Linked DNA regions of Mus musculus: all the other regions are linked to region 2. The links are chromatin contacts, called in public HiChIP or PLAC-seq and capture Hi-C maps. All regions are on one chromosome and are shown on one strand. Each heading gives the region's core, a stretch centred on a gene start, on an enhancer-like site or on the middle of the called end of the contact. The rest is flanking DNA. Distances are from core to core; before and after follow the strand shown.

Region 1 (4,354 bases), core at 1,239-3,738, 730 kb before region 2:
GTGGTCAAGTTTCTCCAGAATGAAATAGTAATGCCACTAATGGTTCATGTTACACTGCTCCTGAGGTGGTTAGGAAGACAAAATATTCAAACCACCAGTGAGTGTGATGGTTTGAATGAGAACAGCCTCCATAGGCTTTGTATATTTGAATACTTAGTCCCCAGTTGGTGGAACTGTTTGGGAAGGATTAGGAGGTATGGCCTTGTTGGAGGTATGTTACTGGGGGGGGGGGGGTTCTAGTGTGTTCTTTCTCTCTCTCTCTCTCTCTTTCTCTGATCAGCTTCTGCTCTAGTGCCATGCCTGCCTACTGCCAGACTCCCAATTATGATGTTCAAAGATTCTAGCCTCTTGGAATCATTAGCCTTTAGATGAAATGCTTGCTTTTATAAGTTGTCATGGTCATGGCATTTTGCCTCATCAGTAGAAAACTAATTCCACCCAAAGACCAAAATACATTTATTTAGGAGAGACTCAACAAAAAACCATGATGGTAACAAGAACAGAAGTGGTTGTGCTTTGGACCCTGTGACCCTCACACAACAGCCCTTTAAAGACTGCCACTGCACCATAGCAGACAACTGGGTGGGGCACTGATCCCCGACTCCTTCCAGGGCTCCCAATGAAACAGAGGGTAATCCCCCAACCCACAGGGTTTCCTGGTCACCCTCTATCACTTTCCTGGGGAACCTTATTAATGACTTTCATGACAATCCTTGCCCTGGAATTGCTTTCTGGGGACCCTACTAGAATTGTGTGATTGTGTGTGTGTGTGTGTGTGTGTGTGTGTGTGTGTGTGTGTGTGTGTGTGTGTGATGTTCCCATTGCTTTTCTCCATCTTTGAAACTTCCCTTTAAAGAACATGTGTCAGATGTAGAAAAATGCTACGGTTCAAAGGGTTTTTATGGAGAGCTGTGTCTGCAAACAAGGAGAGCCCCTCTTTTCTCCCCATATATGGGAATACCCAGAGAGTTTGCTGTAGACCTGAATCTTGTTGCCTGGAAGACCAGAATGGAGGGAAAAGACACACAAGCTACCAGAAACCCCAGGCTCTGCCTCCTTTAAGAGACTGGGAAAAGAGTCTCAGAAAAGAGAAGTAATTTTCCCCAAGATCTCACAGGGACAAGGAGGGCTGGTGTCTCCTGGCTCCCTATCTATCCATGCTTAGGCTTCGTGCTGGGGATGAGCTGGCCCCAGTATAAGACATCCTTCTGGCTCCCTAGAGCCAGGGAAGCATTACCATGAAGCAGGATGGAGAAGGGAGGAAGTGGGGTGGGGTAGCTCAGTGTGCACAGCACAGGTCACAGCTGTCAGTGGCAAGGACAGGACAGAAAGGGGAAGGAGGGCAAGACAGCCTCAGAGAACCTGCCTTTGGCACTTTGCCTATATCCATAGCTGTCTCTGGGGTTACACACACATGCGCATGTGCTCACACACACACACACACACACACACACACACACACACTACATACACACCTACATAGACCACATACCATGCACACACATATGTAGCTGCCTCTGGGGTTATCCTAACACACACACACACACACACACACACACACACACACATATACACACACACATATACACACACACCACACAAACACCTCCCATATAAACACCACACACATTTACACACACATACCACACATGAACCACATATAGAACCTCTCACCACATACCACATACCACAGACACACTAGACACACACACATACCATGCACATATACACACATACACCATACACACTACAGACACACACAAACACACCACATATACATATACACACACAACACACAAATACTACCATATACCACACATATACATATAACACACACAAACACCCCCATATGCACACCACACACACATACCACACATACTACATATACAACCCCCCTACCACACACCACAGACACATTAGACACACACACACATACCACACACACACACACAACCCTCTAGGTTATCAGGGAATTTACTGGATGACTAAGGGTGGGAAGAGTGGCAAAGCCAGGGGAGAAGATGGATGTGGTGGCCAGGGAGGCTCACAGAGAGCTCACCACTCCACTGCCCTGAGGTTCCACAGCCCTGTCACGCCAGCACCTTTCAGGTCCGGACATCGAGAATCTACTATGCAAACGACAGGGTCCACCTCAGTCTGCAGCTGTAGTGGGAGCCTTCTAAATTTGGCTTCACCCACAGTTTGTTGCAGAAGATCCTGGGTGTGGTGACTGTGAGGGGAATTGGCATGGGTGAATTTCGGGAACTCTGTGTAAACAGATATTAACTATCCATCTTTTAAAACGGCAAGCCTTCCCTTTCCGGAGTTTGCTTGTTCTAATGACCTTGCCTTCTGGGGGACATCGGGGAAGAAGCTGTCAGTCTGATAGTGTAAGAGGAACGGGAGAGGGGCGGAGTGTAGCTTGCCACAATGTGGCCAGGCTTTCAACACTTCTGGCTGCTTTCGGCAGTAGAGAGAGGAGGAAAGATGGTGTGGTTTGTGAACCTGAGAGACACAGCTGAACAGGAAGTACAGGCCAGCTGAACTCTTGCTGAACAGGAGGATGCTGCCAGGTGCCTCAGAGCCAGAATGCCTTCTGTCCCGAGTGTCTGCACAGGGCTGCCCGACCCTCCAACAGGGATAAGAGGGCAGTTGCGTGTATACACTGTGCATGTGGGCATGTACACACAGAGATGCCCAGCATCCAGAAGGAAGGTTTCCCTCCTTACTTCCTGGACTTCATGGGGACTGTTGCTAGCTGTTAAAGTAGAAATTGCAGCTTACTGGGCAAAACTAGCATCCTCACATTGCTATCAGAAAGCGCCCCAGCTCTCCTGACTCTCTTAGGAGAACAGATGCTCTAAACTGCAGGGGCCATCGAATCTCCATGCCAGGGGACAACACCTGAATTCTTAAAGTTACTCTTTGGGTATGTAGTGCTTGTCAGGGTGCCAAGAACCCTCCTTGGGCATGGTGGTCCAGGAATCATATAGTGTAGAGGTAAGAGAATAGTCTGGACCACCTGCCTGGGGTGAAGCCTGGCTCTACCCATACCATAATGGGACCCTTATCAAGTTGGTTGATTCCTCTCTGCCTCAGTCTCCTCATCTGTAGAATGGGGGTAACGCAGGGCCTTCCTCAGAATTGGGTCAAATTTCTTTTTCCTCAGGGTCTTGAGGGCAGGAGCATATAAAAGGGGCCCAAGGCTGTGACTGGGGTGCCTCACCTTAAGGTTGTACACAGTCTGCCTTTGATCTGTTTTACACCCTGGGATGTTGCAAAGAACTCGGTTTAACAACAAGGTTGGTGGCTAAAAATGGCACATAGCAGAGTGATCGGGCTCTTGAGAAACAGGTGGGTGGGGGAGGGGAGGGGAGGGGACACAGAGAGGGCTGTGGTTAGGATGCCTGAAGTCCAGGGGTCCAGCCTGAACCTCACTGATACCAGCCATTCTTGTGACCAGATGTGAGTTTACTGAGGGGAAAGACACAGGCAGGCCCCACGGTGCTCATTAGCATGTGAATAAGAGCCTGTCACAATGGGAAGCTACTGTGGCGACTTCCTGGTACATACCCAGAAAACTGTATCTCTGTCAACGTGTCCTCTAAGGGTCCAAGGGACTTGATCCCTCTGCTGTATCCACTTGGACAGGTATTCATTCTCTTCTTAAGGGATGGGGGAGGGGGGTAGCTTGTCGGGAGCCAACTTTCTCTCCCATCTTCTCTGAGAGCAAGGAGCTAGAAACTCAGAGCTGGCCCAGCTCTGACAGATCTGCCTGGGGCCCAGAGTTTGGTTGGAGACATCCATCTTTAACAAGAGGGGAAGCATCCCGGAGGGAGGGACTTGAGCAACAGCTGACCAGCTATCTCCTGCTCAATGTTTCCAGTCCCAGCAAACAGCGGGTTGCTCTGGGCTGATGGGTTCCACTGACTCAGCCACACTCAGGCCTGGGTACGTGTCCCTGTCTGATGAACTCCCACCTTCCTCCATGACAGGAACCTCTGGGTTCTGACTCACTTCCTATGGCTTTAGGGGAAGGGGCCTATGGGCTGCTACATGTGTATGGAGGGTGAGGCGGGGTGAACATTAAACAACATAGACAGGAGGCAGACCTCTGTGTGTGACCATTAGAGAAGGTCTCAAGTCTTGCTCAAGAGGCCAAGTTACTTCTCTGTAACTCTATTTCTTCATCTGCAAAGCAATATTGCTACCTGCTCCTCTAAGCTTATGTCTAGGAGGGCTCTCAGTTCGTTGTGGAGAACTGGGTGTCTATAAGGAATGGATCAGTGACAATTCCTCTTTCCTCCCTTAGAACAGACATGAGTATCGTGGATCCCCTTCCTCAAGAAACCAT
Region 2 (4,531 bases), core at 259-2,758:
AGTGCTCTCCTGAATCCTCTAGGCAGGCTGTGAGCACAAGACTGGGATTGCTGAAAGACCCAGCTTCAGACTGAACTACTAGAGTCTCAGCTTTCCAATGTAAACACAGTCATTACTACTCACTCCCTATCACATAAGCTGATCTAATGAATCTTTCATATGTCCTCATTGGTCCTGTTCCTCTAGGAACCCTGACTAATATAATTGGTATACTCAAGTAGCAAGATTTTAATTGGTCTCAATGGCTTGTTCATATTGTATAAAAGTTTTCTATGGTGAGCACAGGCTCCTTTTTAATAAAAATATATATTAAAAGCTAAAATGGCTTGGAGTTCAACTGACAAAGACTTAAATAGAATACCTTACTAATATAATGGTTTTTGGTAGTTTTCAGATGGACTGCTCAGGGTCAGCAAGTAAGCAGGCACCAGCACCCAAGAAGACGGCTTTATTTCCGCTACAAGTTCAGCAAAGTGCATAACATAGCCAGCTAATAACTGATCTATCTAACCATGAAAACGCAAAGGTAATAAATGTTAACTAACTCAGCTTGACCATTATGCAATACATATACACTTCAAAACATGTTCTAAATAATATTTACAGTTAAATAAAAATTTTAATTTAAAGAAGTAAATACCTAAAGTTAATACTAATTATAACAAACAAGTACGAATGTCAACAACTTACTAACTTTAGTCTAGTTTTATAAATATACAACCTTAAAATGGAAAGTACCCAGAATGGTGATTTTAGGGCTTAGGAAAAATAAGAAATGGAGACTTTGATGTCTTCTGGGTCTATATAGTCCAGGCTGGCCTCAAACTTACAATCCTCCTGCCTTAGTTTTCCAAGGATTAGGGGTTCAAAGTTGCACCACCATACTTGGCTCAGGAACTATTTATCTGCTGAAAGTTCAATTTGAACTAAAGAGAAAATTTTGAGATAGAGACTATATAACAATGTGAATATTAGTTAAATGTGAATGCCACTAAACTGAAGACTTTAAAGTGAGTAAAATGAGAGGCTGAAGAGTGATAGAGTACTTCCCTGGTATGTACAAGGCCTGATATTTGATTCCAGCATGTCCCCTCCCAAGCTTAAAAGGGTAACATAAGGCATGAATGTGATGCACTGACATATGTATGGTAAAACACCTTTACACATAAAATATAAAATAAATTTTAAAAGGCAACATATGTGTATATATATGTACTGTCATAGTAAAAAAGAAAAGACGCCAGACATGGTGACACACACCTGCACATCTTAGCACTCTCGAGGCACAGACAGGAGCACCACTGCAAGCTCTAAGCAAGCCTGGTCTACATAGTGAGACTCTATCCCAAGTTAAGACAAAACAAGACAAGGCCAATGAGCTGGGGGAGGGGAGGTTGGGAGAGGAGTGAAAGACACTTCCTGGATAAGGAGTACACCTGCACAAGCAACTAAAGCTGTAGCCACATATAAACCAGGAGCTGAAATAAAAGGCCAGTCTCAGTCTTGTCAACAGTGTAGGAGAAAACCAGGAGAGGATGAGGAACAGAAACTGAAGACCATGTTTGGTTTGGTTTGGTTTGGTTTGGTTTTGGTTTTGGTTTTGGTTTTTTCGAGACAGGGTTTCTCTGTGTAGTCCTGGCTATCCTGGAACTCACTTTGTAGACGAGGCTGGCCTCAAACTCAGAAATCTGCCTGCCTCTGCCTCCCGAGTGCTGGATTAAAGGCGTGCACCACCACGTCCAGCTTTGAAGACCATGTTTTAAAGCTACGGTGAACTATAATTTGAGACAGGACAGTCACATCTTATTTCCACTTTAATTAAACAGCTCTAATGCCGTAGAACTTGCCTCTAGGCTGTCATGTTTTGCAACATGTACGTTGCTGTAGCTTTAATGCTATTAAAATAGCTCAATGGCTGCATGATAAAAAGATAAAAACTACCTGGTGGTGGTAGCACACACCTTTAATCCCGGCACTTGGCAGGCAGAGGCAGGTGGTTCTCAGAGTCCAAGGCCAGCCTGGTCTACAGAGCTGGCAAGTGCCCCCAACAGATGATGCCACCAAGGAAGTGAAGCAATGGAGAAATATCAAACAAGTAAAAATGCTTAGATTTTTCTTCAGTTATTTACTTCTCCCAAGGAAGTTACTCAAGATATCAGCAGTGTGGGGAAAGCCAAGGATCATCACAAAATAGCCACTGCTCACATCTACTATTTAGATATGAGTATAATCAAACAGCTTACCAAGCACTGCCTGTAGGGAGAAAATAATTCACAGCGTTATGGTCATAGTCACCTAAAGGTGTAGGTGGGAAAGAGAAGGGTGTGCAGGAGCTGTTTACACCTTAGGAAGAGTGTAAGCCGGCCGGTATCTCCTCCTCAGCAGCCCCTAAGAAACAGTGTTGTTCTTCCCAAGTCCATCTGACAAGTCAGTACTACTGTCCCTTAGCAGAAGTTAACTCCAAAGGAAGAAGGGCCATGTGTTACTTATGCAGACATCCCAGAGGCTACTTGGCAGTCAAGTGGTGACTCTTTAATGAAAAGGAAGGCCACAAATGGAAGCAATACATTTCTACTCTGGAAATCTCAAACAACACAATTATGTTCTTAGAAGAAACTAGAACCGAAAAATATGTACCCTACATTCTGAGACATCTGTGAATCTTTATAGTAACGAATACCTAAGGAGTTTCTACCCAAACTATAAATGAAAGGAAAAGAAAAAAATCCACAAAACCATAAATAGTAAGTTTCCCAAAAGTCCTAAAAGAATTTCACAGCTAATAAATCAGGGTCTATTTCCCATCTCAATAGATTTTTAAAAGCCACAACCAAACCAAAAGAAATGCTTCCAACCCACCAGCCATGAATGAGATTCCAGTCTACCTTTACAGAAGGGGTAGTATACTTACTCTCTGGCTGGAAGATAAGCTCATACACCCAGACTATCAGCAGAGTACACAGGACACTCCACGCAATGAGCTGCCAGGGCTCATATTTGGTGCAATATCCATTCACATAATTCTTGGCTTTTGTGGAATATGATTCCAAAATCTCCAAATAAGGCTCGAAGTCCTTCTAGAAATATAAGAAGAAAAACAGAAACATTACATTCAGAGAAAGGAAGTCTGCTCTTGGTTTGTTCAATTCTCATTTTTCAAGGGCAAAGCTGTTACTCAAGATGAGGGCTCCACCTCAGCAATAATCTTATCATCTTCTACAGCCCTCAAAGTTTATACACCAGTTGCTCCCTTACAACAGTGTGGACTTTGATACAAAGTTGATCTGCTTATTTTGTAAAATAAGAGGACTAATCTAGATGAATTCCCAGTGAGCCATCACCTTTATCTCACTGCTGGTATTCCCAGCAGTTCCTCTCTGTAACCAGTCCTCAAAATGAGTGCCATTTTTTTCTCTACTCTCTTTGAATTTCCCCCTTCTCTATTCTCTAAACACAGTAGTTCGGTATGGACCCAGACTTTGACTATTTTAGGTGCTATGAACTAATTCTGTTACAGCTACTCACCTCTGGTGCTGTGGCAGTGTACTGTGTGCTAAGGTTCCGACACAGCTTAACTATATGAATGCTGAAATCTTTCATATAATGCTGTATCACAAAATATTCTTTCTAGCCAACTCTCTGAAAATGTAAAGATCAAGTTCATGCAAACAATCCCAGCACTTAAGAGTCCAGAACAGTACCACAGTTCAGGGGCGAGCCTAGACAACATAATGAGACTTGGTCTCATTTAAAAAAAAAAAATCATTCTTGGTTCACAGAGTCAGATTCAACTATAAGGTTACTATTGGCTAATCCTGCTCTAAAAACTCACTCACCTACTGGGAGTCTGTCATGGTATTTTACTATTACTGTATCCCACACAGTATCTGAGATAAACAACAACAACAACAACAACAAAAATCTCATCTGTAAACTTACCAGAATCAGTCAAAAGCTCTCTGAGATTGACCCTAGGACCTCCTTTATGAATGCCAGATCCAGGTAAATATTCTACCACTGAGCTATATCCCAAGCCCTTCTTTACTTTAATTTTGAGATAGTATGACTAAGTTGCCAGGCTAGTCTTCAACTTTATAGGCAAAGCAGCTCTCAAACTTAATCCTCTTGCCTGAACTTACTAAGTAGTGAGATTACAGAATGGAGCTACCGGGTCTGGCCAGGAGATCTCACTTTTGAAAATTCATCTCTCCCTTTAAGTTTCTGTCAAGAATTAATTTGTGATAGGCTTATCGCAACCTGACTTGCAGTCTACTCATCTATTTATCTCCCTGACTACAAAGTTGGGTAGGACTGTTCTTTTTTGTTTTGGTTTTTTTAAAGCTCTGCCTTTATCCCTACTTACTAAGCCAGAGTGTTTTTAAAAGCTAGTTCATTTGGATAGTTTGTTATTAACTCAACATTTTTATGGCAACAAGGTGGCATAAATTTGGGTAAATGCACAGTTCATTATTCCCAGTGAACTTATAATCTAAAGGGAAATGTATCTACATTTTAAATTACTTTCTGTGCT
Region 3 (4,459 bases), core at 1,251-3,750, 860 kb before region 2:
AGCCTCACTTAGCTCTTACAGGGCTGTGATGGTGTGAGGAGGGCTTAGAAAGGGGTCAAGTGGTTGCCAAAGAGAATCACAGCTAGCCTCTGCCTGTGCCCTGCTCTTGTCTGCCTCTGTCCCTGCTCCTGCCTCTGCCTCTGCCTCTGCCCCTACCCCTGCCCCTGCCCCTGCCTCTGCCCTTGCCGTAGCCTATGTCTCCCTGTCTCAGAATCCCAGATGCACAGAGGACTGAGAAGGCTCCTTGGAGGTGGCTCTTGGTTGATTAGCATGGTGCTGCCCTTGGCGCTGTTTGAGCTTCCCACAGCCCACTTGTGAACGTTTCCTTATTTGGTAATGGTGCTGAGCTAGACGCCAAGTGGCTCAATATACAGGGCAAAAGAAACCCTTCTCACTCACATGAGACACCTCTGTCCTCAGTTTCCTTATGGGGCTATGGATAATTCCAGGCCAACATCTCAAGGTCTCATGGGGAAGACACAGACCCACTATGTATCTGGAACCTTATCATGTGCAGGGCATGCATAGGGTAGGAAACCTTTTTAGCAAGCCTCCGATCTGTGTGCCATTTCTGTATGTGGGGGATAGGCATATAGAGTAAAGGGGGTCACCTACGTCGTCCACTGCATGCTGGGGGGCAGGGCACTGAACTTAAACCCTGGTCCTAGTGGCTGTTGGAGTTGCCCATGCCCATGTATAGAAGGGCAATGGTCCGGGACAGTCTTACCCTGGTAGTTTTGGTTCCTCTTTCCTGGGTCACACTGGCCCTGTGCTCTTCTCCCATGCCCACCCCCAGAGCAACAGTTTCACAAGGCTGTGACTTGGCTCTTACATACCAAGGGTGAGGCCACAGCTTCTCTGTGTTCACTCACCCACCAAGATGATGCCCAGGGCTATTAGTGGGTGTGGTGAAGGAGTCCCTAGTCCCTCTCAAAAGCATTCTGGGGAAAAAGGTGAGTTTCAGGGACCCACTCTCAGGCTGGACATGTGGCTCAGTTGGTAGAGTGGTTGCCTCGTATGCATGAAGCCATAGTTTCACCCTCAGCATGGTAAAAATGAGGTCTGATAGCACATGCCTGTGACCCCAGCATTTCATGTGACTGTAGCATTTCATCATGTGACCCCAGAATGCCTTGTGACCCCAGCATTCCTTGTGACCCCGGCATTTCATGTGACCCCAGAATTTCATGTGACCCTAGCATTTGAGAAATAGAGACAAGAGGATTAAGAATGCAAGGTTACATTCTGAGTTTGAGGCCAGCCTGGGCTAGAAGAGACCCTGTCTAGGGAAAAAAGAAGGAAGGGAGGACGGGGAGAGGGAGGGCTAGCCTCCCCTTCTCACACCAGGTGCCCCCTGCACACACCTGGTCTCCTAAGGCCACAGAAGGCAAGATGCGTGTCGGGGCACTTGAGAGAGAGAGAGAGAGAGAGAGAGAGAGAGAGAGAGAGAGAGAGAGAGAGAGAGAGAGAGAGAGAGCTATCAGGTGAGCAGTCTTTCTCCACCCCCACCCCTCCAGGAGCCCCCACCTGCCTTCCAAAATTAAGCCTTTTCTAGAAACACACGTTGCTCCCTGTCCAGGGCAAAGGTGGCGCAGGAGAGCTCCTGCCCAGCCAATCGTCCTAGCCCCGGCTCTGAGAACAAAGCTTTCTCTTTCTTCCCCAAACCTCCTCGGGACTCTGAGATTAAAGAGAATTGCAGGCTTATGCTTTAAGCTTATTATCACCAGGGCAAAAGACTGATCAGGGAAAAAACTGTCCACAGTGCCAGGGACTTAGAATTTGCTCCAAGTTTAGCCTGGATGACCCTGGAGAAGCCTGGCATCTTCTGGGCCTGTTTCTCCTTCTGGTGAGAGGAAGGGGGCAGGGTCATGGAGAGATGGTGTGTGTGTGTGTGTGTGTGTGTGTGTGTGTGTGTGTGTGTGTGTAGCCCAGTTGGACTGTATGTGATGCTACACACCTGTAATCTTAGCACTTGGGAGTTCAATGCCAGCCTGGCTAACAAGACCCTGTTTAAAAAACATAAATAACTTTCAGTCCTTTAAAAAAAAAGATTTGTTTATTTTATGTATATGAGTACACTGTTACTCTCTTCAGACACACCAGAAGAGGGTGTCATATCGCATTGCAGATGGTTGTGAGCCACCACGTGGTTGCTGGGATTTGAACTCAGGACCTGTGGAAGAGCAATCAGTGCTCTTAACCACCAAGCCAATTCTTCAGCCCACTTTCAGTCCTTTTGGAGGGCCTGAAATTTTTACTGGATTTTGTGTGCCGTAAGGTCTTCTCAGCCCAGCCTGGTGCCTCTCACACCAGTATCCCCAGTCAGAGACCCTGGGGCCTATTACCAATCTCGTTCCTTTTAATGATGCTGTTTGGTTGGTTTTCTTTGAGACAAGGTTTTCCTATGTGGTGATCCTCCTGCCTCAACCCTCTGAGTGTTGGAATAGACAGGGCATGAGCCATCACACCCCTTTCCTGAAAGCAGTGGCTCTTAGCTGCAAGACCCAGAGTGGGTGAGCCTATCCTGCTGAATCACTGTGCCTCACAAGGCCAGAGAGACAAAGACTGTGGAGGGCCCAGTCTCATGGCTTGGCACTCCGCCAGGCTCGTGATCTGGCAGCTGCAGGCAGTGGCTTCCTCCAGGGGACTGTTTGTACTGTGGCATCTCCTCCATTGGAGTCACACACACACACACACACACACACACACACACACACACACACACAGGAGGCCCCTTCCTCCCCGAGTTCTCCAAAGATGAGGAGATGTTCTTTTGCAAGCCCAAGGTGATGGTGTGTCTGTGTGTGTGTGTGTGTGTGTGAAGTCTTGGCCTCATTGTTACCTAGCCGTGTGCCATTGGGCAAGTCATGTAGCTTCTCTCCATTTATATTTTAACCTGGGAATAACTGTGACACCCAGCCTTATTGTGCATGTCACATGTGCCCTGAGCTGCTGTAAGCACCTCAAGTATATTAACTCACTTAAAATAACGCAAGAAAGGTACTGCTAACAGCCCCATTTTATAGATGAGGAAATCCAAGCACAGAGAGGTTCGTGTCTTGTCAAGGTCACCCAGCAATCCGTGGTGGGTCTGGGACACAAGCCAGGTTGTCTGACCTCAAGCCTGGGGGTCAGGAAGAGCCTGTCACCCCTCAGCCTTAATGTCACATCAGTTATTGTTCATGAGAACAAATAGGGGTTCATTCCCCCTCCTTCCTGCACTCAGAATGAAGTCACATAGTGATTAGCGATACCAGGGACATCGACTACCCAGGAAGCTGAGCTCCCCAGCAGACATACCACTTGGGGGTTAGTGCTGGGTGGGGGTGGGATGCAGCAGGGCACCCTGAGCCTGGTCCTTCACAGTTCCATCAGCAATGGGAACAGTATCCCTGGGTCTGCGACCCTCAGCTCAGTCACGATGAGCAGGAACTGAGAATCAGCCTGAGCCCTACCACCGAGCCTCCTCACTTGAGGATGTAGGGACAGGCTCTGCCATCTTGAGTCCAGGATGTGTTGTCACAGCTCCTTAGCAGCTGGCTAGGCAGGGAGGGGCTGCAGGTGGCAGGGAGCTCCCTGGAGTGACCCACCAACTGGAGGAAGTGGGAATCCAGAGGTCTAGCCCACAGGCGGCTTGGGATGGGCAGATGGGCGTTGGTTGGGGGCAGTGAGGTCTGCCTCCTTCCTCCCAGGGTTGACTCTACAGTCACTGCAGGTCCCGCTGGCCCTGCCACCAATGCAGGTGACTTGGCGGTGGTGCTGCAGGGTGGCTCTAGACTCGGGCACTGTCTTTGAGGTCAGCATGAGGTGGGACTCACATCATTGCTGGCCTCTGGCCTCCTCCTGGGTCCCGTTTAGGGAGCATGACAAGGCTGTAGCAGTCCCTGGGACAGATGGTCTCCCTTGCTGTCCTGTAAGGGTACATTCCCCCCATTTTCTAAGTGAGAACACTGAGGCTTGGCCAGGCCTTCCGATCTCCACAAGGGGTATAGCAAACGTTGGAGCTGTTTTTGTCTTTTTGTTGTTTGTTTGTGTTTGTGTGTTTGTTAAAGACAGGATCTCTCTCTCTAACTAGCTACCTCTGGCTGGCCTAGAATTTGCTATGTAGACCAAGCTGATCTCAGACTCACAGAAATCTGCCTGCTTCTGCCTTCCCAATGCTAGATTGAATTGTGTAGCACCACACTTGGCTGGAGATGGGATTTTAATTTGGTACCACTGACACAGGATCTCACTGTGTAACTTAGAACTTACTATGTAGATATGCCCATCTCTGCCTCCCAAGTGGCCATCATCTATGGATATTTTAAAATCACTTTTGTCCTTTCTTTCTCTCTCTCTTTTGTCTTTTCTTTCTTTCTTTCTTTCTTTCTTTCTTTCTTTCTTTCTTTCTTTCTTTCTTTCTTGTTTTTGTGACAAGGTCACTTTATTAAGTAGCTCTGGCTGTTCTGGAATTTGC

The links. HiChIP or PLAC-seq counts read pairs in DNA pulled down with a chosen protein or histone mark. Capture Hi-C pulls out chosen DNA fragments and counts their contacts.
Region 1: a contact with region 2 is called in a capture Hi-C map of macrophages, with 3 times the contacts expected there. The contact joins two enhancer-like sites. A contact is called at or near these places in 5 of 39 promoter capture datasets (cranial neural crest, embryonic stem cells, hippocampal neurons and 2 more), 2 of 115 datasets of contacts at active chromatin or transcription factors (the NIH/3T3 cell line and astrocytes) and 2 of 9 other capture datasets (adipose tissue and macrophages).
Region 3: a contact with region 2 is called in an H3K27ac HiChIP or PLAC-seq map of microglia, with 7 times the contacts expected there. The contact joins two enhancer-like sites. A contact is called at or near these places in 1 of 39 promoter capture datasets (cranial neural crest) and 2 of 115 datasets of contacts at active chromatin or transcription factors (cardiomyocytes and microglia).

Annotation. Positions count from the first base shown.
Region 1 is chr10:60,387,238-60,391,591 of GRCm38.p6, forward strand. All of the region lies in intron 31 of Cdh23 (cadherin 23 (otocadherin)), which reads right to left. It also overlaps a transcript of Vsir not described here. Among named protein-coding and RNA genes, the nearest start is that of Gm17455, 10 kb to the right of the region's middle. Within about 2 kb of position 2,489, at least 127 of the 459 cell types and tissues checked have an H3K27ac peak or open chromatin away from gene starts, as enhancers often do. A contact at or near this core is called in macrophages, where this site is marked.
Region 2 is chr10:61,120,398-61,124,928 of GRCm38.p6, forward strand. It overlaps Sgpl1 (sphingosine phosphate lyase 1), which reads right to left. Exons shown (of 15, transcript NM_009163.4): 3 at 2,912-3,077. Among named protein-coding and RNA genes, the nearest start is that of Sgpl1, 25 kb to the right of the region's middle. Within about 2 kb of position 1,509, at least 33 of the 459 cell types and tissues checked have an H3K27ac peak or open chromatin away from gene starts, as enhancers often do. A contact at or near this core is called in macrophages and microglia, where this site is marked.
Region 3 is chr10:60,259,996-60,264,454 of GRCm38.p6, forward strand. No RefSeq gene overlaps it. Among named protein-coding and RNA genes, the nearest start is that of Psap, 15 kb to the right of the region's middle. Within about 2 kb of position 2,501, at least 207 of the 459 cell types and tissues checked have an H3K27ac peak or open chromatin away from gene starts, as enhancers often do. A contact at or near this core is called in microglia, where this site is marked.